2 separate regions of the Callithrix jacchus genome follow, and region 1 is linked to region 2. A link is a contact called in public Hi-C data. All regions are on one chromosome and are shown on one strand. The core of a region is the stretch at or near the end of the contact, and the rest is flanking DNA. Distances in the headings are between cores, read along the strand shown.

The links. A called contact is a pair of places that touch in the nucleus more often than the background predicts.
Region 1: a Hi-C map of induced pluripotent stem cells shows a contact between it and region 2, with 3 times the contacts expected there. The contact joins two enhancer-like sites. A contact is called at or near these places in 3 of 3 Hi-C or Micro-C datasets (induced pluripotent stem cells and skeletal muscle).

What each region holds. Positions count from the first base shown.
Region 1 is chr4:144,650,959-144,654,321 of calJac240_pri, forward strand. It overlaps TNFAIP3 (TNF alpha induced protein 3), which reads left to right. Exons shown (of 9, transcript XM_035296840.3): 3 at 2,215-2,405; 4 at 3,059-3,206. Among named protein-coding and RNA genes, the nearest start is that of TNFAIP3, 7.4 kb to the left of the region's middle. Within about 2 kb of position 1,708, at least 5 of the 16 cell types and tissues checked have an H3K27ac peak or open chromatin away from gene starts, as enhancers often do.
Region 2 is chr4:144,487,511-144,491,224 of calJac240_pri, forward strand. It overlaps the pseudogene LOC100387236. Among named protein-coding and RNA genes, the nearest start is that of TNFAIP3, 160 kb to the right of the region's middle. Within about 2 kb of position 1,326, at least 2 of the 16 cell types and tissues checked have an H3K27ac peak or open chromatin away from gene starts, as enhancers often do.

The sequences.
Region 1 (3,363 bases), core at 458-2,957, 160 kb after region 2:
TACATTGCTTCAACAGCTTGCCTAGATTTATGAAACACTGATTCTTAGAAACATAGGTAGAAAGAAAACTAGGGATAGCTACTGTCTGCATTATTCTTGGCATTAAATTAAGTGATACATAGAGGTAGGTAATTATGTAAAGTCATCATGGGGTTTATGTGCCTGACAATTTGTGGTTTTAATCCTCTCCCATTTTGTTACTAAAAAGAGATAGAGTAAACTTTGGGGGAGTTGGAAAGAAAGATTCTGCTGAATTAAAAATGTGGTAGGAAGGGGGAAACCTTATTAAGAAAATTAACTGACTTTTTGCCTTGTTTCCTTAAGATAGGAAATGCTCGATTTCCACTAGGAAAAAAAAAGGGACTATAAATAGGAAACACTTATTTTGCAAACATGTCATTGAAATCAACAAGGAGTCACACTACAAATAAAACTACAAAAGCCAGGTGCATTTTGGTAACGTTTTTTGGGAAATCATTTTTAGACTCAGAATCCTTTTGTTTCTTCACTTTCTAGAAAACTCCTTAAGAGTCTAAATGTGGAAGAAAGGATATCGGGAGGGAGGAATACAAATGACTTTTTTTTCTTTGATTTTGATTAGCACCTTTTAAAAAAATAATAATAATCTTTCCGTTGATAGGAGGGTTATTCAAAGGCAATATCTGGGGAGGGGGTGATTCACAAGTTTGCATTTGAGGATATGAGACTGTGGTGAATGAGGAAGGGAGTAGGTGGCATAAAATTGAAACTTCATGTGAAAAATTCCAGCGTCTATTGGCTGCAGCGATTTCACTTGTATAATGAGTAGCCCTATTCCAGCTCACCCTGACCACACCCACTTGGAAAGTCCAGGGTGCACCTCGCAGTTTAAATGTCTACACACCAGAACAAAAAGTACAATAGCTGTTGCTCAATTGCTAGTCAAATAACTTAGCACTGGGGAATTCCAGATGTTACTTAGGGAATTTTATACTGGTGCATCTCAATAAAGAACTGAAAGTAAGCACAAGAAGAAGAAAAAAAGCCTTATCTTTGCTCTAGATTTTGCAAAGGGGAAATTTCAACAGAATGCAATCATTGCTACACGTCTGCCAAGGCACAAGGCTTGGGCGATCTTTTTTGTCCATTTGTTTGAATACTTACTTAGCTAGTTTTTCTAAATGTGTAACTTGAAGGAATACTGGCTGTGGATACATATTTGAGGGTTTTATTGGTCTCTTTATAGTTTGACTGTAATTATAATTTGATAACATTTCAAATAGCATTATTGCCCTACTTATAGAGTAATATGAGAAACAGTTTAACTTTTCTTTATAAAGATTATTTTGTATTTGCCAAAAGATACCAAGGAGTTAACTTTTTTGTTTTAAACGTTTCCCCAAAAGATTTATTGTTTGGAGGTTGAAAAAAATGCAGCCCATTGAATTGTGAGTTTTAAACTGGAAGGGTCACAAATGAATGGCATACAATTCAACCTGCTTTTTTTCTTTCTCAAAATGTCAGCCCTAAATACTGAATTATTTTCAAATGTAGACACCCAGGTGCTTTTTAACTTTTGTACTTTACAGTTACTAACAAGCAGGTTTGCATAACGCGTTTTTGAGAGCTGGACTGGCAGGCCATAGGTAATTCAGTGTTGCCAACCTCACTTTACACACCAGGAGAGGAAACTCCCAGGGCCCAAAGGCTAAAGGGGAATGGTCAAGTCATTTGCCATTGAGTCATAGCCATACCATCCCAGTCTAGCAAGCCATGCCCGCTTCCTGGTTTGTGCATGTTGCTCTGTGTGATCTTCCTTAGGATTAGAGAGCAGCAATGCCAGTGCCTTCACCAGCAAATCAGGGGATAGTAGAAAGGGATGGGGCTTTAGAGATCATCACTCAGTGCCCTCATTTCACAAAGAGGAAAAATGCCCAGAGAACCTAAGGAATTTCCCCCAGGTCACCTAAATGAGTTAGGAGCAGAGTTAAGCTAGAACCAAGGTCCCCTGGCTCCTTTGCTGTTGGTGTCATTCATTAAAAAGAAAAATGAAAAGAACTGTTTTTTCCTTAAAGCTGTCATTATCTTGTGAAATACCAATTTGTACTTGACTAGGAAATTAAACCACTCAATGACCTAGCACAGTAGCAGGGCTGGTTTATTCTGAAAACCTTTGCTGGACCTTAAATGCAGATAACTTGATTTTCCTTCTCTTCTCCTCCTTTCTGTCCTCAGGTGATGGCAATTGCCTCATGCATGCCACTTCTCAGTACATGTGGGGTGTTCAGGACACAGACTTGGTACTGAGGAAGGCGCTGTTCAGCACGCTCAAGGAAACAGACACACGCAACTTTAAATTCCGCTGGCAACTGGAGTCTCTCAAATCTCAGGAATTTGTGGAAACGGGGCTTTGCTATGACACTCGGGTATGTATTGCCCCCTAATTATCTATTGACAGAACTCCATGGTGGGCATAGGGTACCCCTGGGTGAGTCCCTGCCCTCTGGTAGCATCTAATGGCCCAGGTCATATGAATTTGCCTAAGTGAAGCATACTCAATGGAAAACACCAGAAACCTATGGGACTAACCCAAGGCTTTTGCCACTGCTTTTGGTTAGCAGATTCCCAGCTGTGGATCTGTTCCCTCTAGCAGCAGGTCTTCTGCTCATGGCCTTTTCCATTGGTGTTTTGTTGTTTTTCAGTTTGATTGCCCTTAGCTTTGCTGAGCCAGCCAATAACATTACAACACATGCCTCACCATCCTCAGTCACAAGTTTGGAATTTTTGTGAACATTTGGATGAGGGGCTGCAATGTGATACCTCATCAGGGATTTTTTTTTGTAAGCAGGTGCTGTCCCTGTCCTCCCCAACTTTTGAGTTTGCCTTGTAGTAGAAAAGAGTAAAGAAAGAAAACCAAAATGGGGCAAAAAGGATGATCATTTGAATGATGGTTTCATGAAAGGGGAAAAATAAGCTGAGTTATATAAGTGAATAATTGCGGAGTGATGTTAGAATGACTTTAGCATAGGAGTACAGGGTACATTCAAGCTTTTTGTCCTCTTTCACCTCCTCCCCTTAGAACTGGAATGATGAATGGGACACCCTTATCAAAATGGCTTCCACAGACACACCCGTGGCCCGAAGTGGGCTTCAGTACAACTCACTGGAAGAAATACACATATTTGTCCTTTGCAACATCCTCAGAAGGCCAATCATTGTCATTTCAGGTGAGATGCCTGCAGATCATGTATCTGTACTTAAATGCTTTCAGCTTTAATGCCTTGGCTCTTAGAGAAAACCACTGCCAAAGTTCAAGTAACAGAGTTAAATGGAATTTGATGGAAGTCACCTTAAGGGCCTCATTTTTCTTTTCTTTCCTTGAAC
Region 2 (3,714 bases), core at 76-2,575:
TTCAGAGGATATCGAAGCTCAGGAACATCTCCATTCTTCTCTTTTAATTGTCCATGATGTTCCATGTAATACTGGACCAACTCAGCCAAAGTGGCAAACTTCTCCCCTCCACACAGGCCATAGTAATCACCAGTGTCCTGAATCTTGATGTGGATGACAGCTGCATTTCTACTAGCAGAAAGCATGAAGTCTCCAGGGTTACTTTCATTAGGCCTTGCCAAAAAACTGCCATCAACTCCGCTTGTCAACAGTAGCTTTTCTGCCTCCACACCAGTGCTATTTGGGTGAAACCATTCTCTCCAAACCTCAGTTTCCTCCATTCTTTTCTTTCTATAAGTAAGAATAGTAGGCTGGGCACGGTGGCTCATACCCGAAATCCCAACACTTTGAGAGACTGCAGCAGGAGGATCACTTGAGCCCAGGAGCTCGAGGCCAGCCTGGGCAAAAAAGCAAGACCTCATCTCTACAAAAATGCAAAAACACTAACCAGGTGTAGAGGCTGTGGTGGGAGGATCACTTGAGCCCAGGAAGTCGAGGCTGCAGTGAGTCACGATCACGCCACTGCACTCCAGTCTCCTTTTGTTTTATTTTTAATGAAGAGGAATCTTTTTAAAATGGAAGTGGTTCGTCCTTGATGTCTCATTTTTCTTACTAATAAATAAACCCAGAGAACTATTTGCAATGGGCAGTATTTAGAACAGGCTTCAAAACAGAGAGGGCCTATTTGTTTCTGTTTGAAGCCACCCTTTGGGCAAAACATCTGGTAACCTCGGGTGGCCCATGAAGCAATCGGCGAGATCTGAAGTATGAGAAGAGTGCATTCTTTGAAATCCCTCTGACAAGCAGGCAGTCCCTCCTTCTCTCAAACCATCCTCAAAGGGAAGTGTGTCGGCTTGGGCAGTAAGGAGACGATGTGGGAATTCCCCTGTCCCTTTGGTTTACTTTACAGACAAACCTTATTAGGGTTAGAGATGGGTCATTCCCATCCACAGATTCCTTCACTTGAAATCAAGACTTCTTTGGAAATATAAATTTGGAGAATAGGTGAAAGTGAACTGTAGTTCCCCCAAAACAAATTTTTAAAAAATCAGGTAGTATTAAAAATTGCTGTTTTTAATACCAGTTACCAATAGATGGCAGCACGGGATTCGTCTTCGCCCATAAGCAGCTTCAACCCTGCTTTTCCTGGTGAACGTTCACGGACAACCTCAGCCCCTCTGACGCTCTTGGTGTCATCAGAGAGCAATTTGAGGTGTGCAATAAGATCTTTGGGTTACCCCCCTCTTCTCTAGGTGACCTCAAACCACAATCACCAATCAACTGTGGTACCATGACCTGGAAAAACAGCAAGGAAACTAAAAACAAAGCAAAACAAAGCAAAACAAAACAAAAATCCATCCTGTGAGCTTTGCAAGGGAGCACAAGATCATGCCACACAGGCAGTTAGCAAACTAACTTGGAGATGGGTTCTGTTCAGAAGAGTCAAAAAACAAAAAGAACAATTTTTGTAAATTGCATTTTTAAGCCACTGTGTCTTAAACACTGGAGCTTCAACATAAATACTTCTGTGCGATGTATTCTGACTTCAGCCCTGCTGTTCCTTCCAGTTCCAAAAACCTCCGATCTGTGAATAGAAAGTTTCAGCAGATAAGTTTCCAAGAGAATGAAACTATTTCTAGGTACTAGGCTAGTAGCTATATATGTTAAAACACAAAAATAAACAAACAAAAAGACCTTCATGCTAATCAAAATATTTTTTAACAGAAAGGAAACCAAAATCTATCAGACCCAACCCACTAGAACTGTTTTTTTTTTTTTCCAATGCACATAGCAATAGATTCATGTTTTGGAAACCAATTATGTAGGCCATAACAGCCATTGTAGAAAGAATAGCATAGCATAGCACAGCACAGCACAGCACAGCACAGCACAGCACAGCACAGCACAGCACAGCACAGCACAGCACAGATCAGAGTGCATCACATCCTACAGATTTGCAAGGTAAAATTTCTTGCTCTATGTTATAGGCCAAAGAAAACTTGCAAAACTCTACCATAAAGAACAGCGCCTGTCTTCAACATTTGTATCTTCGACAGCCCAATGCCTATAAGTTCCTCACCATCAAAATATCTAACTGGACAAACGGAATTTTTCGTGGGTTTGCGTGGCACCAAGCTCAAGTTGCAATCATTGAAACACAAATATGGAGAATTCGTTTATTTGTCATCATTTTCTGCATATCATGCTTTTCCTAGATAGTCCCGGTTTCTGACATTTTGTTCTACTCTTCCATAAGCACATTCATAGTGATGATGTTGTGCGTCCTGAATTTCAGTTTGGAAAACATAATGGTTAAATCAATGGATGTGGGATAAAAACTTCAATGGCTAAAGGGGCTGGGTGGGTAGAATAAATGAAGCAAACTGGAAATAGAAATGGATTAGAATGTATATTTTATAGAAGAGCTATACATTTTTCAAAAGTTAATAATAACATTAAAAAAGGAAAATGATACTGTGCTGGGTAGAAGAAATTAGGTCTTCTATGGACTGAATTTTATCCCTTCAAAATTCATAGGTTGAAGTCCTAGCTCCCCATGTGACTATATTTGAAGACAGGTCTTTAGGAGGTAATTTAAGATTAAATTGAGGGCATAAGGGCGGGGCCTTAATCTTATATGACTGCTGGCCTTACTAGGGGAGGAAGAGATCTCTCTCTCTCTTTCTCTGTGTGAACATGCACCAAGGAAAGGCATGTTACCACATTGCAAGATGGCAAATGTCTGCAAACCAGAAAGACAGCCCTCACCAGAGAAATGAATTAGCTGGCACTTTGATTTTTGAGTTCCCAGCCTCCAGAACTGTGAGAAATAGATTTCTGTTGTTTAAGCCATCAAGTTTAGGCTACGATCTTTTGTTACAGCAGCCTAAGCAGACTAATGTGAGGCCTTAGGCCTGGGTATGCCCAGGACCCTCCAGGGGGCAACTTTAGGATGAACGCAGCACTGCAGATTGGATGAAGCAGTGGGATAAATATTTCATTGGGATAAATATCTGAAGTCATTTAAGTATCAATCCTCATCAGGGCTCTGAAGTTCCAGAGCAACCTGTAACAGGATATTCATTCATTGAACAAATATTTCAAGAGTACAAGATTAAAACTAGTTTGACTGTGAGTCAAGTGGGCGAAAGAACAGTGACTTGGAGAGCATAGAAAGAAAATGTGAGCAATTCCAGAAGAATGGGTGATCTCCAGAGTTTCAGAATGAGCATCTCAGCACTCCCACGCCCATGGGCCTGGGAAGAAATTGGCATCAGCAGGGCAGGGACCATAGCATGAGCTTTCAATTTCATCTTCTCGTCCTGCTCCAAATCATTTTCTCTCGTGTTCTAGTACAATTCAAATATTATTTGATTTAAACCTCATAGTTTTCAGAATTTCTTTTATTTTTTCAGTAATTATTTTTTAAGTACACATGTACGTACATTGGTGAAGAAAACAGATGAAAATTCTTGTGTTTGTGGTATCTTTAATTTGGTAGATAATAAACAAAGTAAGTAAAAGATGTGAGATGGCAGAAGGCTGTAATATGCATTGGTAGTATTGCTTGAGAATATTCTGCTGAAGAAGAGAGCAACTGAAATGGGCGAAACTCATATTTAAGTATAGGAAAATAAGTGGGCAGCATGAGGGACAGGTCAGAAAGATCAAGTG